Linked DNA regions of Sus scrofa: region 2 is linked to region 1. The links are chromatin contacts, called in public Hi-C maps. All regions are on one chromosome and are shown on one strand. Each heading gives the region's core, a stretch centred on a gene start, on an enhancer-like site or on the middle of the called end of the contact. The rest is flanking DNA. Distances are from core to core; before and after follow the strand shown.

Evidence for each region. Hi-C and Micro-C count contacts between places; a contact is called where the count stands out from the background.
Region 2: a contact with region 1 is called in a Hi-C map of fetal heart ventricle, with 3 times the contacts expected there. The contact joins two enhancer-like sites. A contact is called at or near these places in 4 of 47 Hi-C or Micro-C datasets (embryonic fibroblasts, fetal heart ventricle, fibroblasts and 1 more).

Annotation. Positions count from the first base shown.
Region 1 is chr4:48,560,775-48,568,624 of Sscrofa11.1, forward strand. The region is part of intron 1 of MMP16 (matrix metalloproteinase-16); the gene reads left to right. Among named protein-coding and RNA genes, the nearest start is that of MMP16, 7.9 kb to the left of the region's middle. Within about 2 kb of position 4,072, at least 5 of the 83 cell types and tissues checked have an H3K27ac peak or open chromatin away from gene starts, as enhancers often do.
Region 2 is chr4:48,987,820-48,995,669 of Sscrofa11.1, forward strand. No RefSeq gene overlaps it. Among named protein-coding and RNA genes, the nearest start is that of MMP16, 430 kb to the left of the region's middle. Within about 2 kb of position 3,037, at least 1 of the 83 cell types and tissues checked has an H3K27ac peak or open chromatin away from gene starts, as enhancers often do.

The DNA of each region.
Region 1 (7,850 bases), core at 2,822-5,321:
TTCTCATGATCCTAGGACTCTCTCTCTCTCTCTTTTTAACACAGCAAGCATTTTTTTTTGTCATGAAACCTAAGATAGAATGTAGTTCATGATTGTAATGACTTTCATCTCCACTTTGATAGTGTGTCAAGTGTTAAATATTTATGTGAACAACATATTGTTCATTTTTTAAAACAATTAGACACTTGTAGGTAGGAAAATTATTTTAAGCCAATTTAATGGTAAAATAAACGCATGATACTCTCAATGTTGCACATATCAAAACTTTATCAAGTTTTTTGATAACAAAAGAACTTGATAAAGAAAAATTGATTTTTTTTGCTCATAATTAAAGAAGAGATAATCTAGATTTTGAAAAGCTATTTACTATGAATTGTGAGTGTAACCCTTCTACATTTTTCTTGTTTATGTTTCTTTAACTGATTTAGTTTTATTCAGCTTTGTCAGGTTTATATGAATCTATCTAAAAGTACAGAATTTGCTTGGATTAACTTTGTATTGCATATAATCTTAGCAGTGATTAGTGGTAAGACATTTCAGAGATAAAAATTACATTTATGGATTTTAAAATGTCAGATGTTGGGGCCTTTTCTCATTTCTCTTATTTTCTACTTGCTTAAATAATCAACATGCATCATTTTATTTGCTCGTGGAACGATGATGACACCATGTTCTGGACAGCCTCCTTGAGTAAGGGACTCTGGGCTGACTCCATCCCATAATTCTCCACTGTAGCAATTTTATACTGGTTAACAGCAGGGGCTGCATAACTGATTCATAAAGATTTTTAACTTCAGCAGAATTCTAAGCTTCAGAATCCCAAGTATGCTGGCCATTCAAATTCATAAGAGCCAAGAACTCTGACCAAGAGTCCAAAAGACTCAATAGTCTTCAGATTCTTCAGCTTCCCATAGATGTCTCACTTAAATTGTGTCTTTCTCTGTTCAGAGTTGCTTGGTCAGGTTGCCCAGATCTAGGGTTATTCATGAAATGCTTACAAGTGAACCAATGCCAGTGAGGTAGATTGTTTCTTAATATCCCTGAGAAATCCACAGAGAACAGCCATCCAAGTCCATCCCTCTGTACAATTGGGTTTTCTCTTTCAGTCTCTTCTTTCCTGTCAAGTAAGAATAGAATTGGGTTCAATAACACCTTTTTATTTTTAATCTCTAGAGTCAGGTTAAAAGTGATAGATCTAAAGTTTCTACTTTTTCTTATTCATGCTATTTCAGGTTATTACATAAGAAAACTTTAATGTACTTTTTCAGTGGTATACTTATTTTCTCCTAAGTTGAATTAGTCAATTATTTTCTGTAAATGTATTTTACTCCCTAACCTACCCTAACTACTCAAAATTTACCTGTTCAGACTATTTGGTAAATAACTAGTTGAAATTATATCTAGACAAAAATTTTTTTATAAAAGCCATTGAACATTTAAATCAATCATTTAAACTTGTTCAGTGTCAGAAGACAAAGGTTTATTTCATGATGCACCTTCCAGAGCTTTTCACCCTTTAGCACATATATTTCAAATTGAGAAAATCATTTTTCATGTTACTTTTCATTATAAGTCATTTTAAATATCTATGAATGTAGTTATATTCATCAAATCATTTTATTATGGTATAGTATAGTGATTAAGAGCACATATTCTGATTACTCATATAAAAATATAGCAAATAATGAAATAATGCCATTTGCAGCAATATGGTTGCACTTAGAGATTATTGTACTAAGTGAAATAAATCAGAGAAAGACAAATATCATATGCTGTCACTTGTATGTGGAATCTAAAAAATGATACAAATGAACTTATTTATAGAACAGAAACAGACTCACAAACATAAAAAGCAAACAGTGGTTACCAAAGAAGAAAGAGGGGGAGGGATCAATTACTATCTGTAAAATAGATAAACAAGGTCCTACTGTACAGGACAGAGAACTGTATTTAGTATCTTATAATAACCTATAATGGAAAAGAATCTGAAAGATCTGAATCACTTTTTTGTATACCAGAAACTAATACAACATTGTAAATCCACTATACTTCAATTAAAAAAAGAGCACCTATTCTAGCACTAAATTGCTTGGATTCAAACCCCAGGCCTTTTACTTGCAAGTTAATCTTTAAGTCAATAACAGACAAGATGATTAATCTCTGTGAGCCTCAGTGTATGTATCTATAAAATGGAGATACTAATGGTATTAGTCTTATATGGTAGTCCTGATGATTAAATGTATATCATATTAGATAGATAGATAGATAGATAGATAGATAGATAGGAACATTCCTTCACATGGTTAAACACTCCATACTTTTTTAGATGTCGTTATTATTAGTAAAAAAAAAATGCTGCTTCAAAGGTAATTGGCAGGATAGTATCTAATTACATAAAAGTCTATCAGGTGAGGATATACCAGCTGGTCTAGGAAGATTTCTTTTTAATACTTTTCAATTTTTTCAAAGTGTAATATATTGAAAATAAACCAAGCTAACATCAGTACATTTTCTTCCCGTGGGTTTTTCTTAGACAGTTTAGTTCAGGAATGTGATTTTCACATTTTGTCTCGTCATCTGTTACTATCATAGAATGTCAAGTTCAGCTCACACCTTCTTTTATAAGACTGAGTTTGTTGAAATCTGTTCATCTTTTCTAACATACTGGAAAAGAAACAGACCTTTAGATACAATGGACCTGTTTATTTTAATTGGCTCTAGGCCCAAGTACCTTCTATTCAAAATAGGAGTATAATTTGACATATAACTTAGGCCATCTCTATGTTACCTCCAAATCCAGAACAGAAAGGTCTTTTTTTTTTTTTTTTTAATTAATAGGAGAAGGAGGAGGATAGGCAGAAAAATATATAATATGTTTTATTCAGTGACAGGGAAGTTTAAAAAAATCTTGTTCATATAACATTGGGAATAGGAGATAGCTAGTGATAAAGTATAAGGGAGCCCTGGGAAGAGAAGGTCAAGGGGCATGGCCTTTAACTTGGTTCTTGAACTAACATATCCTTGATCTTGGACAAATCATTTCTTTAATGCCTTCATCTGCAAAAATAAGAATTGAACTAAACTGTCCCTAAGGTCATTTCCAAATTTGAAATTCTGTTGCTTCTAGCTCCGATCTTAATTTATACGGGCAAGGGGAACAATGTACATATTTGTCCTGTAAATTTTGGGGCAACTAGATCACAAATATAAAGTGTTCAGACTTTTTTCCCTGAAATACCTATCATGAAGAAATATAGAAAGTGCAGCTTAAATCTAACATTTGTTATCATCTGTAGTGACACAGGACGTTCCATTTTGGAAATGATCCTAGCCTTCTGCTGAGTACTAAAAACACTGGCAGCAAATTATATGTAATTTTAAAATCAATTTTGGCCAAGGTATCAAACTTTAAAATTTCAATGTTAAAAACATGGCTTGATGTTATTTTGAAAAATATGTATCTACAAGTGGTACCTCAATCATAAAAAGGCAAGTTGGAATAAGATCAAGACCAAAATAATTTTGGGGGGAGGGGTTTCAAAATTCCAATCTATCTATATATAAAAATTACACATATTTTATAGTGAAATGAAATGCCTGTACTGTATGTCCCTTTTGCCCACTGTGGAAAATAATTTTGGCACCTGGATCTTTGAGGGTTATTTTTGTTCTTTACAACACATTTGATTTTGAATGTGAAAAATCAGACCGTATTTCTTTTATAAAATATGCAGCTTATGCAAACAGCAAACATATTCTAGGTTAAAAGATAAACTATTGTGTAAAAATATGTGAGATACTCTTTTTTCTTTTGCCTTCTTTTCCTTGGGAAAGTTATAGATTTTGGGGTTATTCATGAAATCACGTTTGATTGCTGCTTCCTGTCATTTATCACTCTGAATGGACGTTCTCTGTCTTAGTGCCTCACCACGACCATTTGGCATTGTGCATTCTTGGGTCTGAACCAGTGGAATATCTTGATGAGTTTAACAAGTTTAGCCAAGAAAGAGTAATCCCACAATAGGCCTCTAACCTTTGATTGTGACCTGCGGGTGTAGTATATAAAAGGAGGCTAGAGGGAGCTATTGAGCTGTTTAAAGGTTCTAGTGGTAGAACTTGGTTTAAAATCAAGGCCAGTAGGTGCAATTAATTAGATGTCTTAAAATGAATCATAGCCAGTCATAACTTAAGGAAATCAATGAACACGTGGTTCAGGATTTAATATGTGAACTGGGTTTACGGATAGCCACTTGGTACCAGTGATTACATGTTTTATGACCTAGGAAGGAAACTAACACTGTTGGGGGAGTTTGGAGGGAATTTGGGCATGACAGTATGACAAAGTCTGTTATAATGCAGTATTACTTTATATTTCTCCTGTTTTTAGGTGTTGCATAGGTCATATACTATGTAACATAGTCACTGTAGGTGCTTTGGTAGTCTTATTTTAACCAAAATGAAGAACGAAATAATTGTCATTCAGATTAGAGATGCGATAGATCTAATCTGATTATGTCTTTTAGATTATGTGTAGCAAATATCCACTTTTAAAAGCTTGTCAGACTGGAGAGTTCCCATTGTGGATCAGTAGTAACAAACCCGACTAGTATCCTTGAGGATACCGGTTCGATCCCTGGCTCAACTCAGTGGGTTAAGGATCTGTCAGTGCCGTGAGCTGTGGTGTAGGTTGCAGACATGGCTTGGATCCTCTGTTGCCTTGGCTGTAGTGTAGCCCAACAGCTGCAGCTCTGATTAGACCCCTAGCCTGGCAACTTCCATATGCTGAAGGTGGAGCCCTAAAAAAAAAGAGAAAAAAAAATTAAAAATAAAAATAAAAGCTTGTCAGACTAAAGTTATTTTTTAATGTTTGCCATGGGAATTTATTGAAAAAATATTATTAAATGAAAACACATTTTTTTTTAAAAAAGATTTTTACCTATTCTTCTTTTTAAAAAATATGTAAGAAATGAGCCACTAAAGTGTGAAACAGTGCTTTAGCTTTAAATAGAAACTTTAGATATGTTTTCAGTTGAGCAGATTGTTATATAAGGGGGATTAAAAAAAAGGCAGTCACTAATGCATCGGGGGCTGCCAACATTTAATTAAGATATTATAATCTGCTCATAAGCATTATTCAGATTTTTTAAAAGTCTTTAATCTAGTCAATTAAGTGAAATAATGGATAAACAAAATAAGTCATGGCCCCACAGACAGATATTCTCAGGAGAGATTGTCCTTAGAGTGATGTATTCAAATGACCAAATAAACTACTCACTGGAATGGAATTTTATAGTATTTGTTTTAGTCATGCTCAAGTTAGGGGGGAATAAACTGCCATTTTTTTTTTAAGGAAGCTGGATACTTTTGTGAACTTATTTCCTGTCCTCAAATTGCATGCACCTGAACTGATGTCAGTGGCATGCAAGGCTGTCCCTCTGCAGGTGGCTGCTGCAGAGACAGACCCTAAGTGATCTCAGTGGAGACATTTTCCATGGGAACTTTTCACTGTTGAATTCATACTAGGTGTTAATAGTTTCTCAATGTTTATAGCATTTAGAAATTTGAATTTGTTTTAGGTTTCTAATGTCCGTACATTCATTCCCTCTTTTAAACAATTGCAAGTCAGTTTCTTCTCGTGGTCCTACTTGTTTCTCCCAGTTGGAGTCTTGAGGGACTTTATATTTTAGATATATTATAGGAGACCAGGTATGGAAATTGGATAAAATTTTACAAGAAGCCACATTTCTACTTCTCCCCTCTTTTATTGTGAATAAGGCAGAATAGATTCAAAGAACTTCCAGTATCAAATGTATACTCAGTGATTTGCATGAAATTGAGAACCAGCTTGTAAGAACTCCAGGTTACAGATAAAACTCTTTGGGACATTTGAATGTTTTAATATTACAACAACTCTATTCATAGAACTTACTTGCTCCTGTATGTGGCATGAGTGAAATTGTTTGTCCCATGACTAAAGGAAATTACTAAAACAGTCTTTGCCTATTCATAAATGGGTTTCTGGTCTTTATTGCTTGTTTGTAGCACAGATTTTATAACAGTGTTGAGACAATCCCAAGCAATCTTCTTAGGCAAGAATGAGGTATATTTCAGTTTCTTCATTTTTGCTGATTACTGGGATTATAGGAAAAATTATATGCTGTAAAGTGGAAATGCCTGGAATTAATTCTATTGAACATCTTAATTTAATGTAATAGAAACAATGTTAATTAACACAGGTTGAGCATTTGCTGTATGCCTGATAGTGTTCTAAGTGCTTCATATATTTTAACTCATTTAAACTTTATTACAATCTTGTGAGTTAGAACTACTATTTCTCTTTCACAGTTGAGGAATGTGAGGCACAGAGAGGTTGAGGAACTTGCCAAGACCTTAAAGCTCTGTATTCTCCTGAAGTAGAATAGCTCAGAATCAAAGCAGGCAGGTTGGCTGTGGAGCCCAGGATTCTAACTAAGAAAATACAGGTGAGAATTAACTCCCAGGTTTCCAGTAAGGACAGTGTAATGCAGTTTCATTGCTCACATCTTTTATATTCCAAACTGAAAAGAAATCATTGACATACATAAAGAAAGTGCTGGATCTATCCTAGTGTAGAATCTTACCTGGAGTAAAAACTGTATAGACTGTTTTGTTTTGTTTTGTTTTTTGGGTTTTTTTTTTTTTTTTTTTTTTTTTTTGCTTTTTAGGGCCATACCTATAGCATATAGAAGTTCCCAGGCTAGGGGTCGAATCAGAGCTGCAGCCTACGCCCCAGCCATAGCAATGTGGGATCTAAGCCACTTCTGCAACCTACACCACAGCTCACAGCAACCCCAAATCCTTAACCCACTGAGCAAGGCTGGGGATAGAACTCACATCCTCAGGGATAACAGTTGGGTTTGTTACTGCTGAGCCACAATGGGAACCCCCCACTGTTGTTGATTTGATTTGTTGATTCAAGATTATGTAGTGCTGCTTAAGATAATTTTACTATTGAATACCCTTTATGATTTTTTACTCAGAAAAGTAGTAACTTATGTTAAATTGCCTATAACATTAAATGTGGCATAGTCTTAAATTATATGTAATATTGAGCTAATCATAATATCACATTTCTCAACTGTTTGTCGTATTGCTATTGTCACAGTAAATGTGATTTTTGAAGATTTGGAAGATTAGGAAGATTTGATTACATCCCAAGGTGAAAAGTATAAAATACTGTAGAAAAGGTAAAGGAAAACCTATTATATCTGTGTTCAGTGCCCTGCTGGGGAAGAATGTGTACATATATGGCTGCTGACTGGCATGAGTGCTGGAGTTTGTAATTTTTGTATATTGCTTCGATTGTGTTGAAAATACGAGGAAACAGATTTATTTGATTGTTTCTGATAGATTATTGTAAAGCAGAACTTTCTCAGAGATAGATCATTTCAGAGATGGATCAGGAGCTTCTGAGCTCACTGTTTGAGAATAGGCCTGATGTCTAGGTATTGCCTTTGTTATGGAGAGAATGGAAACTTCAACTTGATGGTGACCGAAGGGTGTAAAAAATCTTTAGTCCTCAAGTTTATTGCTGGATATAGCTTTCAAGGCTCACTTAGTTCACTTATTAGCCTTTTAAGGAAAGACTGTTACTAAACCAATTTAAAAAGGTGAAAATCTAACTGATTTTATAAAACATTCCTAGTGTTAACTATCCATTCAACTCTCTTTTACTTTCTATACGGGCAGTGTATTCTAATGGCTGTGTGCAGGAGCTTGGAAAGACTTGCTTAAAAATCTTAGCTTTAGCACTAAAGCTCAGTGAATTTGAGTGAGCTAAGTTATTGACTGTGTGCCCCAGTTTCCTCCTG
Region 2 (7,850 bases), core at 1,787-4,286, 430 kb after region 1:
TGTGTAACCAATTCAGAAATGTCATGTTTTCAGTACGTACTTAGCCATTAACTAGTTGGAAGGTCAATCTGAGATGACTGACTAAAATTTTATGATATGAAATAAAAAACATATATGATATACATAGGTCTAACTGGAGCACTTTGCTGTATAGCAGAAATTGGGACAACATTGTAAAGAAACTGTACTTTAATTTAAAAATGGGAAAAATGTATATAGAATCTCTGCAGATGGTCTGGAATAAAGTAAGTGCTATAACAGACATATTTCATGTGTAATATTATACAACACAAAAGAAATACATGTGTCATTCACATAACTCTCCAAAGCAGTTCCATATGGGTAGAGTGGGGTTGGGAAACTATGAACTGAATGCTTTTGTCCTCTAAAAATTCATATGTTGAAACCTAACTTCCAATGTAATGGTTTTTGGAAGTGGAGCCTTTGGCAGGTTGTTAGGTCATAAGGGTAGCAGAGCCCCCATGAATGAGATTAGTCCCCTTATAAAAGAGATCCAGGAGAACTCTCTTGCTCCTTCAATCATATGAAAATACATCAATAAGATGACCATCTGTGAACTAGAAAGTGGATACTCACTGGACACCAAGGAAGTCTACTAAATTTGATTGAGATGACTAATATGATTTTGTAGTCTCATTATACTGTGGGATCACATTAAATTAGACATGTTCACAATTTGTGTGTTTTTCATTTTGTTAGTGTAAATTGCTATCTTTTTCTATAAGTCTGGGAAATAACTTTAAGCATTTTTGTAATTAGTATCTAACTATAAAAGAAAAATATGTTGATTCATAATTTAGAAAATACATGAAAATCTAAAAAGTAAAAATAAAGATCATCCAACTGACATAAATAATGATAATAATAATTATCTTTAGGATATTATGAAGATAGATTATGCATATATGATGATTGGGACAATTATCTTCCAGGTTTAATCATTTTTGTTAATATTTTGACAGCATGAATAGTACAATTAGTTTCCTATGCAGGTATATCCATTTTTTTTAACCAAAATTGACCATCATTTTTGTATTTTGGGTGGTTGGCTTTTAAAATATAATATATTATGAACTTGCTCTTTTGTAATCATATTCATTTTCTACCCTGAGGAACAAATTATCACAACCTTGTGGCTTAAAACAACATATATATGTATATATATTTGTATATATGTATGTATGTAAATACATGTATATGTATACATGTATAAACACATATGTACATACAAACATATACATGTATGTTTAAGTACATGTATATTTGTGTGTATATATATATTATATATATATATATTACATATGTATATATATTTTAGTGATCACCCAGGCTGCATATAGACATTCCCAGGCCAGTGGTTGAATACAAGCTGCAGATATGACTTTGGTCATATAAAGTAACCTAATCACAGGAGTGAAATCTGTTGGAGGCATGAATATGCAACATGACAAAGAATGGAAAGAAAAGACTGGCGCCATAGAGTGGCTGTAGAAGGTCAGTCTATACTTTACAAAGTCTTGTGACTCTCTCATGACCCTTGAGGCAAAACGAATGAGAACAGCATCAAAAACTAGCATCTTGAAAACAAGATTGCTGAAGCACTGATGTTGCTGATGGAAAACCATCAGCTCTGACATTCTCAGGACTGGAGCCTTGGGGGGTTTATGGGAGAGGCCAGAGACGGCTTGAAGCAAACAACAAATTACGGCCTGGGAGGGCTAAAACATTTATGATTACTTTATGTGCTTAGGAATGACTGTCCTAGCATATCTTGCTTCCAATAAGTTTGAAGTAAAATACCGATGTATCCCCTGCACATACAAGGAAGTTGGAAATAGTAAATAAAAACCATGAGTTGGCTCAGAGGGTTGCTATTGCCTCTTGAAGGCGGTAGCCCCCTGATCCCCACTCTATGTCTGTGTCTCTTTCTTCTTATTTCTGCAGCACTGCTGACTTTGGAACCTGGGTTGAGGAGCAGGCCTCATCAGAAATCCATGATATTCACAAGTTTAAGTAAACATTGGAAAGGAAGGGATTATTTACGGCTTATCTCTAGGAGAAGGACTAGAATACAGGAATCTTGGAGGCCATCTGAGAAATCTGCCAACAACAGTCATTAATTTCTTTCAACAATTTGCAATAGATATTAGTGTTGTTGGTCATATATTTGTGATTCACATGATGGGCACAGAGTATGATAGAATTTCCCTACCCACTTGCAGTTGATGTGATTACATGACTTCCTTTGGAACATGGATTGTGAGGGGAAGTGTCATCTGTCACTTCTGGCTGGATTTCTAAGAGCCAGGGAGATATTTAGCTACGTCTGCTTTCTTTTTGCTACACCTACCAGAGATTACTGAGATGGTGCTGCTTTGCTTTTAAACCTAAATGTGTCTAAGCACAGAGCCCCATTGCCAAATTTATGTCAAGCCCCAGGGATGGGCATGAGCAAGAAATAACCTGTGCTGTTTGAAACCATTCTTTCATGCCTGTTATACCTCAGGAAACCGCTCATCTTAGATATGTTATACTTAAAAAATAGATAAAATTTTACATATAATCTTGCTAACTCTGGTCTAGCTTTTTAACTTGTCAAAATAACTTATCTGAATCTGTCGTCACCTTAACAGTAACTTTCAATTTGGAGTTATCTGAACTTTTGATAAATAAACTTAGATGTCTCAATCCAAATAATGAACACATTTATTGACTATGACTTGATCAATGGCTGAACCCTCTAGCATATCCCTAGAGAGGCCCTCAATATGACAAAGAGCCATTAACCACCATTCTCTGACACTGTTATTCAACAGTCATATAAAAGGCATGTCTATGATTCACAAAATAATGGTTACTAAAACAAAAGATGATGTGATAAAATAAAAACACAATATTGTGTCATGTTTTAAAATTCTCTTTTAACAGTTTTCTTAAGGTGTAATTTATGTGCTGTGAAATTCACTCATTGTAAGTATCCAATTCAATGATGCTAATTTCCTTTCCCATTTTTCCCTCTAGTCTTCTTTCTGTGGACTCTCCTAGCACTTTAAAAGGCTTTCACTTGTTTTCTTCCAAAATCGTGCTTCCCAAAACTCTTGACGTGTTGCCCATTCTTGAACTTGAGGCTTTTCTAGTATTTATTATGTGATACTTGCTTCTATAATTCAACGTCAATTACCTAGGGCCAATATAATTTTGCTTTTTGATTCATATTGCATTTATTCCCTGGCATCTGAAAGTAGCAAATCAAATTAAAGTCAAGGTAATATTCATTGAAATACAAAACTATATTTATCTTTGTCCCTGTTCCTCTACTATCTATGTATCTATCTATCATCTATCCATTACATATCAGCAATATGAAATTATAATAAACATGTGAATATAAACTTAATATTGGGGTCTCCACTCACACGGATTGTGCAACTTTGTTATACACAGGGTGACCATATTTCCAAGTTTGTTCTGGGAAGTCATAACTTGCTTCTTTTGTCTCAGTGTAAATATTAACTGTGACCTCTTTCAGTCTCAAATGGTCTTGTGTGGTATGTTTTCCATTGTGAAAGAATTTATAATCCTTATTTTAGTTTTTTAATTTTTTTATTCCCAAGGAAGTTATTTTAATTATTAATCTTCTTGGATATTAAAAGTTTTAAATTACAGATCTCATTTGAACAGTTTAAAGATATTATTTTAAAAATTACATTTTGCCTTTGGAATGGATAGGCAATGGGATAGGCAATGAGATCCTGCTGTATAGCTCTGGAAACTATGTCTGGTCACTTGTGACAAGGCATGACAATGGGAGAAAAAAGAACCTATACATACATGTGCAACCGAGTCAACACACTGTACAGTAGAAAGTTGGGAGAACACTGTAAGCCAGCTATAATGAAAAAATAAAGAAAATAATAAATAAATAAATAAAGGTTAATGAAGTGATAACTGTAAAAAAAAATAAAAAAATAAAAAGTTACATTTTTTCCTCCTTCATTTGGAAATTTTTATTGCTGTAGGTAGGCGCCAGGCAGTTGTAATCTCCTTCACAAGCCTTTGGTGTATGATTTTGGTGATAATATAACAAAGAATGATAAGGCATGAGCTGTTATGTGCCTGTCTGTTTTAGTTTAAACTCAACATGTTGAAATTTGATCTTTTTAAATAATATCTAAAAATGTTGTTCTTAACATGTCAGTGCTCAATTTAAAACAAAGATCTTCCTTGTTCATTAAGACTAAGAAGGTCATTGGCAGATTTTATTTTTTACAATTGATGTATAGTTGATTTATAATATATTAGTTTCAGGTATACAGCATATATAACTTATTATATAGTGATTCAGTTATATATATATATACATAAACATATATTCATATATTTATCTTCTCTTCCATTATAGGTTATTACAAGATAGTGAGTATATTCTCTGTGTTGTACAGCAGGTCCTTGTTATCTATTGTTCATAAAAGCCGTACCAGTTTACATTCTCACCAAGAGTGTAGGAGTATTCCCTTTCCTTCACAACTTCTCCAGCATTTGTTAACATATATATATAATATACGTTAATCCCAAACTCCTAATTTTTCTCTCCCTCCCTCACTATCCCCTTTGGTAACCATAAATTTTTTTTCTATGTCTGTGAATCTGTTTCTGTTTTATAAATATGTTCATTTGTATCATTTTTTAGATTCTACATATAAGTGATACCCTGTGATATTTATCTTTGTGTGGCTTATTTCACTTAATATGTAATTTTTGGTTCATATATGTTTTGGAAAATAGTATTATTTCATTCTTTTTCATGGCTGAGTAATATTACATTTTATATGTGTCATTTGTCAGTTCATTCAACCATCAGTTAACATTAAGTTCTCTCCTATGTCTTGGTTACTGTAAATAGTGTTCCAGTTAACACTTGGGTACATGTATTTTTTCAAGTTATGGTTTTCTCTGGATATATGCCTGGGAGTAGAATTGTAGGATCATATGGTAGCTCTATTTTTGGATTTTTAAGGAACTTTCATACTGTTCTTTATAGTGGCTGTACCAGCTTACATTCTCACCAAGAGTGTAGGAGTGTTCCCTTTTCTTCACAACTTCGACAGCATTTATTATTCGTAGATTTTTTGATGATGGTCACTCATACTGGTGTGACATGGTAACTCATAGTAGTTTTGATTTATATTTCTCTAATAATTAGTGATGTTGAGCATTTTTTCATAAGCTTGTTTGCCATCTGTCTGCCTTTGTATAAACGTCTGTTTAAATCTTCTGTTTTTTGATTGGGTTGTTTATTTGATATAAACCTGTAGGAGATATTTATATATTTTAGAGATGAATCCCTAGTTGTTTGCTTCTTTGCAATATTTTCTCCCATTCTGTGGGTTGTATCTGCAATATTTTCTCCCATTCTGTGAGTTGTCTTTCATTTTTGCTGTGTAAAATCTTTTGAGCTTGATTAGGTCTAATTGGTTTATTTTTATTACTCTAGGAAGTGGGTCAAGAAAGATATTGTGATTTATTTCAATGAGTGATTGACACAATGCACACAAGTTTTCCTCTAAGAGTTTTATAGTATTTGATCTTACATTTAGATCTTTAATCCATTTTGAGTTTATTTTTGTGTATGTGTTAGAGAATGTTCTAATTTCATTCTTTTACTTGTAGCTGTCCACTTTTCCCAGCACCACTTATTGAAGAGTCTGTCTTTTCTCCATTGTGTATTCTTGCCTCCTTTGTCATAGATTAGTTGACCATAACTGCATGGGTTTATCTCTAGGCTTTCTATACTGTTCCATTGATCCATATTTCTGTTTTGTGCCAGTGCCATACTGTTTTGATTATGTAGCTTTATGGTATAGTTGAAAGTCAGGGATCCCGATCTTCTAGTTCTGTTTTTCTTTTTCACAGTGCTTTGGCTATTCAGGGTTTTTTGTGTTTCCATACAAAGTTAAACAAATTTTTGTTCTAGTTCTGTGAAAAATGCCATTGGTAATTTTATAGGGATTGCACTGTATCTGTAGATTGCCTTGGGTGGTTAAGTCTTTTTATTCATTTCTAAAATGAAGTTCTTGCTTCCAGAACTTTACTAAAATTTATGTTTAGTTTGCTTATTCTTTTTTCATGAATTTCTTCTGTCTCCAATGACCTTCCTTCTTTATTCCAACTGTGTTTATTTTTCTTACCTTTTAATGTTCAGACTGAGCACTCTTTTTTTCTTACATAAACTAAGTGTTCATTGATCTTATCATTATGAATTAAGTAGATTGATATCATGGATTATATTAATAGGTTTAAACAAAACACAAAATCAAAAAAAGGATGGAGAAAAATAGAACACAGTATTGAATGGTGTGGTAGGCAGATTAATAGTCCTCCAAATATGTCCATGGTGTAATTCTTTGAACCTTTGACCACCTTAGTTTATACAGCAAAAGAATACTTAGTTTGTAAATGGAGTTAAGGTTGTTAATAAAGATAGGGAGATTTTCCTGTTTTGCCTAATGTGATCACAACAGTGCATAAATGATAGAAGAGGGAGGCAGAAGAGTCAGAACAAGAGAGATGGCATTGCAAGAAAGGCTTAAACAAATTTTGCTCCTTTTGAAGATGGAAGGGAACAATGGGCCAAGGAATATTAGCAGCATCTAGAAGCTGAAAAGTCAAGAGAATGGATTCTCCTCTAGAGCTCCCAGAAAGGCAATACAGCTATGCCTACCCTTTGATTTTAGTTCAGTGAGATCCACTAAATACTTCTGACCAATATAACTGTAAGAAAATAAATTCGTGTCATTTTAAACCACTAGTTTTGTGGTAAGTTGTTACAATAGCAATAGGAAACTCGTATAAGCACAAAGAATCAGTATTCAAATAAATATTGGCAAGCAAGTTTAAGAATGATTAAGTTCTTACAGGTACAAAGGGGGAGATGGGATTTGAAGAGACACGATCTGATTCTAGCTTTTGGTTTTCCTTTTTTTTTTTTTTTGGCCATGTGCATGGTTTATGGAACTTCTCAGGCCAAGGATTAAGCTTGTGCCACAGCTGTAACCAGAGCCAGAGCAGTGATAATGCCAGAACCTTAACCTGCTGAGCCATGCTGCAACTCCAGTTTAATTCTGAAACTCATAGTCTTAATTAATATACTGTTCTGAAAGAGGAAGTCCACTTACTCTGTGTGATTTCAAAGGCATATCTGAGACCTGGGAGGTAGAAATTACAATGACTTACACAAGTTCTGACAAGAAATTTTAAACACAGAGCTGTCAATATGTTAATTTGGCTGAGACGTTGTGCAGATTGATTTGGTTGAGAAATGGCAGGGATGTGGCTGAGCAAAGGCAGAGATATATTGCTGGAAAAGGAAGCAACTGTGTTCTCAGTGAGAAAATCAGGTGAAGAAGGTAACCAGTGAAAGTGCTTAATTCCCTTGAGAATAGAAAGGTAGTAGGGGAAATGCCTGGGAAGATTCAGTTCCTAATGTTGACTGGGAGAATTTGATCACTGTCAGGAAAGTGGAAAGGGAGAAAGCTGTAGAGAACCAGTTTTTAGCATAAGTAGATATTAACTTTAAGTGATAACTCAAGGAGTAATCCCCTCAATATTCTAAAATGAAACATGAAGATAAATGAAGTTGCATATATGTATGGGACAAAAACTTGGTTTACACTAAATCTTCAGTCTGAAAGCAGCTTTAGATCAAAAGAGCTGATTTTCATCTTGAATACTTAATATTGACCCTGTAATTTGCAGTGCATATGCCTGAAAATGTAGCTTTAAAAATAAGAAATGATCTTTTAAACAAAAAAATCAATTAAAATTATTTC